Regions from separate parts of the Sus scrofa genome. Here region 2 is linked to region 1. The links are chromatin contacts, called in public Hi-C maps. All regions are on one chromosome and are shown on one strand. The core of a region is the stretch at or near the end of the contact, and the rest is flanking DNA. Distances in the headings are between cores, read along the strand shown.

Evidence for each region. Hi-C and Micro-C count contacts between places; a contact is called where the count stands out from the background.
Region 2: a contact with region 1 is called in a Hi-C map of epiblast stem cells, with 2.2 times the contacts expected there. The contact joins the promoter of EHBP1L1 here to the promoter of OVOL1 in region 1. A contact is called at or near these places in 4 of 5 promoter capture datasets (fetal liver, liver and skeletal muscle), 6 of 47 Hi-C or Micro-C datasets (embryonic fibroblasts, epiblast stem cells, heart right ventricle and 3 more) and 2 of 2 datasets of contacts at active chromatin or transcription factors (alveolar macrophages and skeletal muscle).

The regions. Positions count from the first base shown.
Region 1 is chr2:6,537,573-6,540,381 of Sscrofa11.1, reverse strand. OVOL1 (putative transcription factor Ovo-like 1) reads left to right here and starts at 1,390. Exons shown (of 4, transcript XM_003122528.4): 1 at 1,390-1,886. The coding sequence starts at 1,787. AP5B1 (AP-5 complex subunit beta-1) reads right to left here and starts at 1,598. Exons shown (of 3, transcript XM_021082823.1): 1 at 1,517-1,598.
Region 2 is chr2:6,677,300-6,680,108 of Sscrofa11.1, reverse strand. EHBP1L1 (EH domain-binding protein 1-like protein 1) reads left to right here and starts at 1,388. Exons shown (of 18, transcript XM_021082847.1): 1 at 1,388-1,523. The coding sequence starts at 1,420.

The DNA.
Region 1 (2,809 bases), core at 141-2,640:
CAGCAACGCGGGATCCGAGTCGCATCTGCGACCTACACCACAGCTCACAGCAATGCCGGATCCTTAACCCATTGAGCAAGGCCAGGGATCGAACCCACAACCTCACGGTTCCTAGTCGGATTCGTTAACCATTGCGCCACGATGGAAACTCCTTGACTCGGACTTTTGAACTGAGTGAATTTATTTACCAGATTCATTTCCTCCTAATCCGTCCCAGCAAATATTTAATACGTGAGACAGGAATGTGTAGCAGTGACTCTGAAATATTAGTTTATTTCACATGTGGGAGGGAGGAGGGCTAAAAAGAGGAAGGGGTCCCATCCCTGCCCTTTTCAGATCAGCTGGGAAGAGAAGCCTAGTGGCTGTAGACTCAGTTACTGTGTCTCACTGGAGGCCACCAAGCACTTCTCAGCTTCTGTGGTGGGCGGGACCTCCCTCCAGGAGGCTGGGCCTGGGGACTGCGCAGTGGGCGGTGAATGGTTGGAGGGAGGGGTCTTCAGCCGAGGCTGGGCTGTGGGGGTAAAGCAGGAGCTCTGTGGAGCCAGGCCAAGTAAGTTGGGTCCTCTGTCCTCTGCTCACCTCCAGTCTTGCTGTACCTGATATCCGGCCATTTGGGAATCTGATGAGGACTTTGGTGGGGGGTACAAACCCCCATGACTAAAGCGCTGGGGTCTTTGGGGATCACGGTGGACTCAGCGGTTTAAACGCGCCTTCCTCCACTAAGCCTTCCGTACTCACCCCGCCAGAAGGCAGGCTCCCGGCAGGGCTCGGCCCCTGGTCGGGCGGGCGCTCTCCGCTTCGTATTGCGGCGGGGCCTGCCCGCCTGCCGGCCTGAGCGCTCCTGCGGCCCCGCGTGCCTTTCCGCACGGAGCCGGCGACCAGCAAATACCTCTGGGCTGAACCACGAATTGCTCAGCCAGGCCTTTGGGACCCGGGGCCGCCTGGGCTCAGGCCCGGTTCAACAAGTGTGGACCGGGCCGCCCAGTCCCGCCCGACGGCTTCGCGCCTCCCCAGGCGCCCGGGGCGCGCCGGGCCCAGTCCGGCGAGTTTCATCACCCTTTGGAGCCTGCGAGCACCAAGTAACGTTGCCCCTGCCCCTCCCTCCCTCCCTCCCCTCCTCTGTTCCCTCCGAAACTCCGGTTGACGAGCGCTGGCACTCCCGCTGGGAGGTCCTGCAGGGCAGCGGGGTGCTGGGTGCCCTCCGCCTGCCCCCCCCCGCCGCCCCCGCCCGGCCACCCCGCCACCCCGCCCAGGCCGCGAGGCCACCTCACCGGCAGCGGAATGGAAACCGGTTCGACAGGTAACAAATAGGTGGGTTGCCACCGTTATTTCCCAACGCATGCGCCGTCGCCTCCCAGGCCACTCCAAGCTAATTAGCTCGGATCACCCCCCTCCCCGCCCCAGCCACCAACACACACCGCCGCGAGCCAATAAAGCGTGAACCCGTCCGGCCGGCTCGCACTTTAAGACTTCCCGAGGGCCGCGGAGGACGCCAGTCGCGCCGGGAGACGCTTACCTGCCGCTTCCGTCGCCGCCCGGTGCACCTGGCTGCAAGGCAACCTCGTTCGGACGGAGGACCGCGACAGCTCCGCGGAGTTGAAACGGGCGCGCGCCGTCCCAGGCACGTCCTCCCGGCGGAACGCGGGACGCTTCGGCGACACCTTTCCCGACCTGCCCCCCCCTCCCCGCCGCCGCCGCCCGCCGCCGCCAGCCCGGCCCGGGAAAGGTGGGACGGCTCCGGCTCTAGTTACGGAAGCGGCCGGTGCCCGGCGAGGAAGGTTCAAAAATGCCCCGCGCGTTTCTGGTGAAGAAGCCGTGCGTCTCCACGTGCAAACGGAACTGGAGCGAGCTCCCCGACGAGGAGCGTGGCGAGATCTACGTACCAGGTGAGGCGCCGGGCCCGTGCACCCCGAGGCCCGCGCCCCGAACGGGCGGCGGGGCCCCGACGAGGGGGCCGGCGTGCGGGGCGCAGTGGCGCGGAGCCGGGCGGCCAGCGCAGCTGGGGCGCCCGATTTAATGTTTAAGCGGCCGCGGCCCCGTTAGCCCGCGGCGCGGCCAACCCCGGGGGCGGTGGGGTGGGGAGGGCAGGGCCGGCGGAAGGAGCCGGCAGGTGGGGGCGGGGGCCGCCAAGTGCGGGACGACAGCGGTTCCCAGGCGGTCGGGCAGGGGGCAGGCGGGTCCGAGGGGCGCGGGCCCGCGCGGTGCTGCCCTCCCCGCCACCGGCCCGCGCCGTGGCACAGGCGAGGCAACGGGGTGTGTCACTACTCAAGCGACCCTCCAACTCTCGCGTCGTAAATCCAGAAACCCCGGACTTTTATGAGGCGGGAGGAGGGCACTGAAGCGATGCCACTTTGGGGAGGTGCAGGGAGCGAGCTGGAGTTTCGGCCGTGGTTTGTGCAAAATGTAAGAGAAGGCCTAGAGCTGAAGTCACCTGCGTTGATCTCTCTGACCCCCAACCTTGGTGGCCAGAAGGTCACAGTGAGGGTCGCGCCAGCAGAGAGCTCCCGGCAGTGGGGAGCGTGGAGACCGCAGGGCAGGCGCCCGGCTGCGCCCCACTAGCCCTGTTAGAAATGCATCTCTTTCAACTTTACAGAGGATACGTTTGAGCTAAAAGAGGTTTTAAGGAGCCCACCGCCCAGCCAGGGGGCCGGGCCGGGTGGAAGCTGGTGTGCCCAGTTATTTTCGGAAGACGCTTTGACAGCGTCGGCATCAACTTGTATGAGTAATCCCAGTTGTTTCCATCTTCCTCCTTCTCCTTCTGTCCTGTCCTCCCCAACCCCCAAAAGAATCTTTGGTCAGGAGCTGCCCA
Region 2 (2,809 bases), core at 139-2,638, 140 kb before region 1:
CCGGAAGAAGCCTGCTTATTTGCCTTCACACACACACAACACCCCACAACTTACTGAAAGCAAGAGAAAAGAACCTCAGGTTGCTCAGTGAGGCTTACCAGCTGCTCGTCCCCACGCCTGCTGCACAGTCACTTGTCTCCTGGACACAGTCAGCTGGCACTTCTGGCAGACCAGACTTCCTGCTGAAACCTAGTATTGATCAAGAACCGGGTTTCTGTCCATTCACGAACCTCGCAGAACATTCGCACCGGCACAGGGAACAGGCTGGTGTTAGATCCCTGTGGCAGATCTAACTCTGGGCCAGACACCTGCCACGGCTCATTACCCTACGGGCAGCTGCGCAGGTGATAAGGGCTCTAATCTAGGTGTGAACAGAGCGGTTAACGCCCCAGGGGAGGGAGGGTAAACACACACTCTTTCCGACAGTGATAACGGATTTCGTTTAATAAGACCTGGCAACATCAGTCGGGCTCCACACAAAATGCTTCCCAAGGTTTGGTTCTCAATGATGTGAAGCGAGAAACTATAATTATCCCTGTTGAACAGAGGTAAAAACTGAGGCCCCGGGTGCTCGTCCTTTGCCCAAGGTCACACACTTGGAAGTCAGCCGTGTGCGGACGGTGGGACACCTTCCCACTTGACAGCTGAAGACGCAGGTCCTGAGCCTGGCCAGTGGGTGCTGCCCACAGGTAGGGCGCCCGGGCCGGCCCCTGCCTCTGCTCCTTCCTGCTCCGGTTAAGACGCGGTGGCAGCAGGAGCCGGCCTCCCCAGCGCTGAGGCCAGTGGGCTCTGGCCCGGCCCACTGGCACCCTTCAAGTCTCTTCTCCTTTCTGGGTCTCTTTCCCCGGCCTGCGAAACCGGGCCACCACTGAGCACCTCGCCGCGCTGCGGGCAGGAAGGGAGGCGGCCGGGGCAGCGCTGGCGAGGGCGGCACCGGTTGCGGGTGGCCTCCTGCCCCGGCCCGCGCGCGCCTCCACACCTCGTCGGCGCGCGGGCCGGAGGCGCTGCGGTCCAGGCCGCCCCCTCGCGCCCCCACCCCCCGCCACGCGCCGCCCCCACGCGCCCGCCGCGCGAGGCCCCGGAAGCCGGGCCGCCCCGCCCCCCGCGCCCGCCCCCCCGGAGCCCCGCCCGCCTGGCCTTCCGACGGGGGTGCGGCTCCAGGAAACGGCGCGCTCGCCGCTCTGCGCTCCAGCGACCCGACGCGCCCCAGACGACCCCGCTGACGCAGCCAGACCCCCCGGCGGGCACCGGCGGCGGCGGGGAGAGCGGCCCCCGGCCCGCGCCTCCGATCCGTCCCCACAGACGGGGCGGGCGGCGCCGACGGGAGCCTGGGAGGCCATGGGGACCTGGGCCGGGCCAGCGGTCGCGGGCCGGCGGGAGCCCGGGATCTGAGGAGCGGGCGGCGGGGGCTGTGGGGCCATGACCTCCGTGTGGAAGCGCTTGCAGCGCGTGGGCAAGCGGGCCGCCAAGTTCCAGTTTGTGGCCTGTTACCACGAGCTGGTGGTGGAGTGCACCAAGAAATGGTGAGTGGGAGGGAGGCCTGGGGGACCCCCCAGTCCGCCAGGGGCCCCATCCGCCTCTCGGAGAACCCTGCCCCCAGCCCAGGGGCCAGAGAGGCCCCCGACCCCCAGCCTGGGCCCTGGTGCCCCAGCACTGAGCGGTGCCCTTGCAGCCTCCCGGCTCCCCACTGTTGGGGGGTGTGGGCAGCCTTGGGAGTGGAGGCCTGAGAACCTGTCTGCGCCCACACTTCCCTCAGCCGCGCTCACGGCTGGGGGAAGGGAGGCCTCACGTTTTCGGCCAGAGGGATGGTTCAGGGTGGCGTCCGACAAGGGAGCAAGTTTTGAGGCCTGCGGGTGGAGGGGCCGGGACAGAAAACTCCAGGGACCTTAGACCAGCTCCCCTCTCCCCCTGCCCATTTGTTGAACCAGAGGAACCACCCGCCCCTGGAACCACAGTGGGCGCTGGGAGGCTGGCTCTGTCTCCACAATATCCTTAAAAGGGGAAACTGAGCGCTGGGAAGGATGGGGAGGGAGGAAGGCGGGGAGCAGCTTAAAGGGGCCTGAGGGCCTGGGAGGTTGTGGGTCGGGGAGCAGAGAGCCTGGGGAAGGCCAGGTGGTGAGGTGAGGGGAGATACGCGAGGGGCAGCAGGACCTTCCCGGACTGCCACGGGGCCCAGGGGCATCTCCCATGCCCCCACCCGCAGCTGCCCAGGCCCCTGCGTCACACCCTAAATATACGTGCTTGCTGGTGTCAGCTTCCCTTGGCTGGATTAGGGCACAGCTGTGGGGGCCTCACCCGCGGGGCCAGGCGGGGCTAAATTTAGGCTCCCAAGAGGAAGGACAGGAAGGGACCAGGGGGTCTAAGGGGAGGGGAGGGAGCAGGAGGCCTGAGGTCCCTTGGGCAGCTGTCACATCCCTGGTCTTGACTAGGCCTGAGGGTGGTTCATACCATTCGGCAAGACCCAGAAAGGAGAGAGGCAGGCTGGAATAACACGGCATAGAGCTGGGATTTGAACTCTGGCCTATGGCTTCTGCCCTGTGCCCCAGCATTCTTGATGAGGCCAGGGGGACCCTGGGCATGGTCCTGGAGAGCCGGCTGAGAGTTTGGGCAGTGTCAGCGTGTCTGAGTCAGAGGGGATGGGCAGAACCTCCTGGGCTTTTTTGCCGGCAGCCCAGGCTAGGAAACTGCCCTGGCTCAGGTCGCAGCTCCCCAGGAGGGTGTGCCCAGCCTGAGTCAGGCTGCCCAGCCAGGCCCCGCCCACCCTCGGCTCCCACTCTCTGCTTCCCCTTTCTGGGAAGCCCCCTGGCTG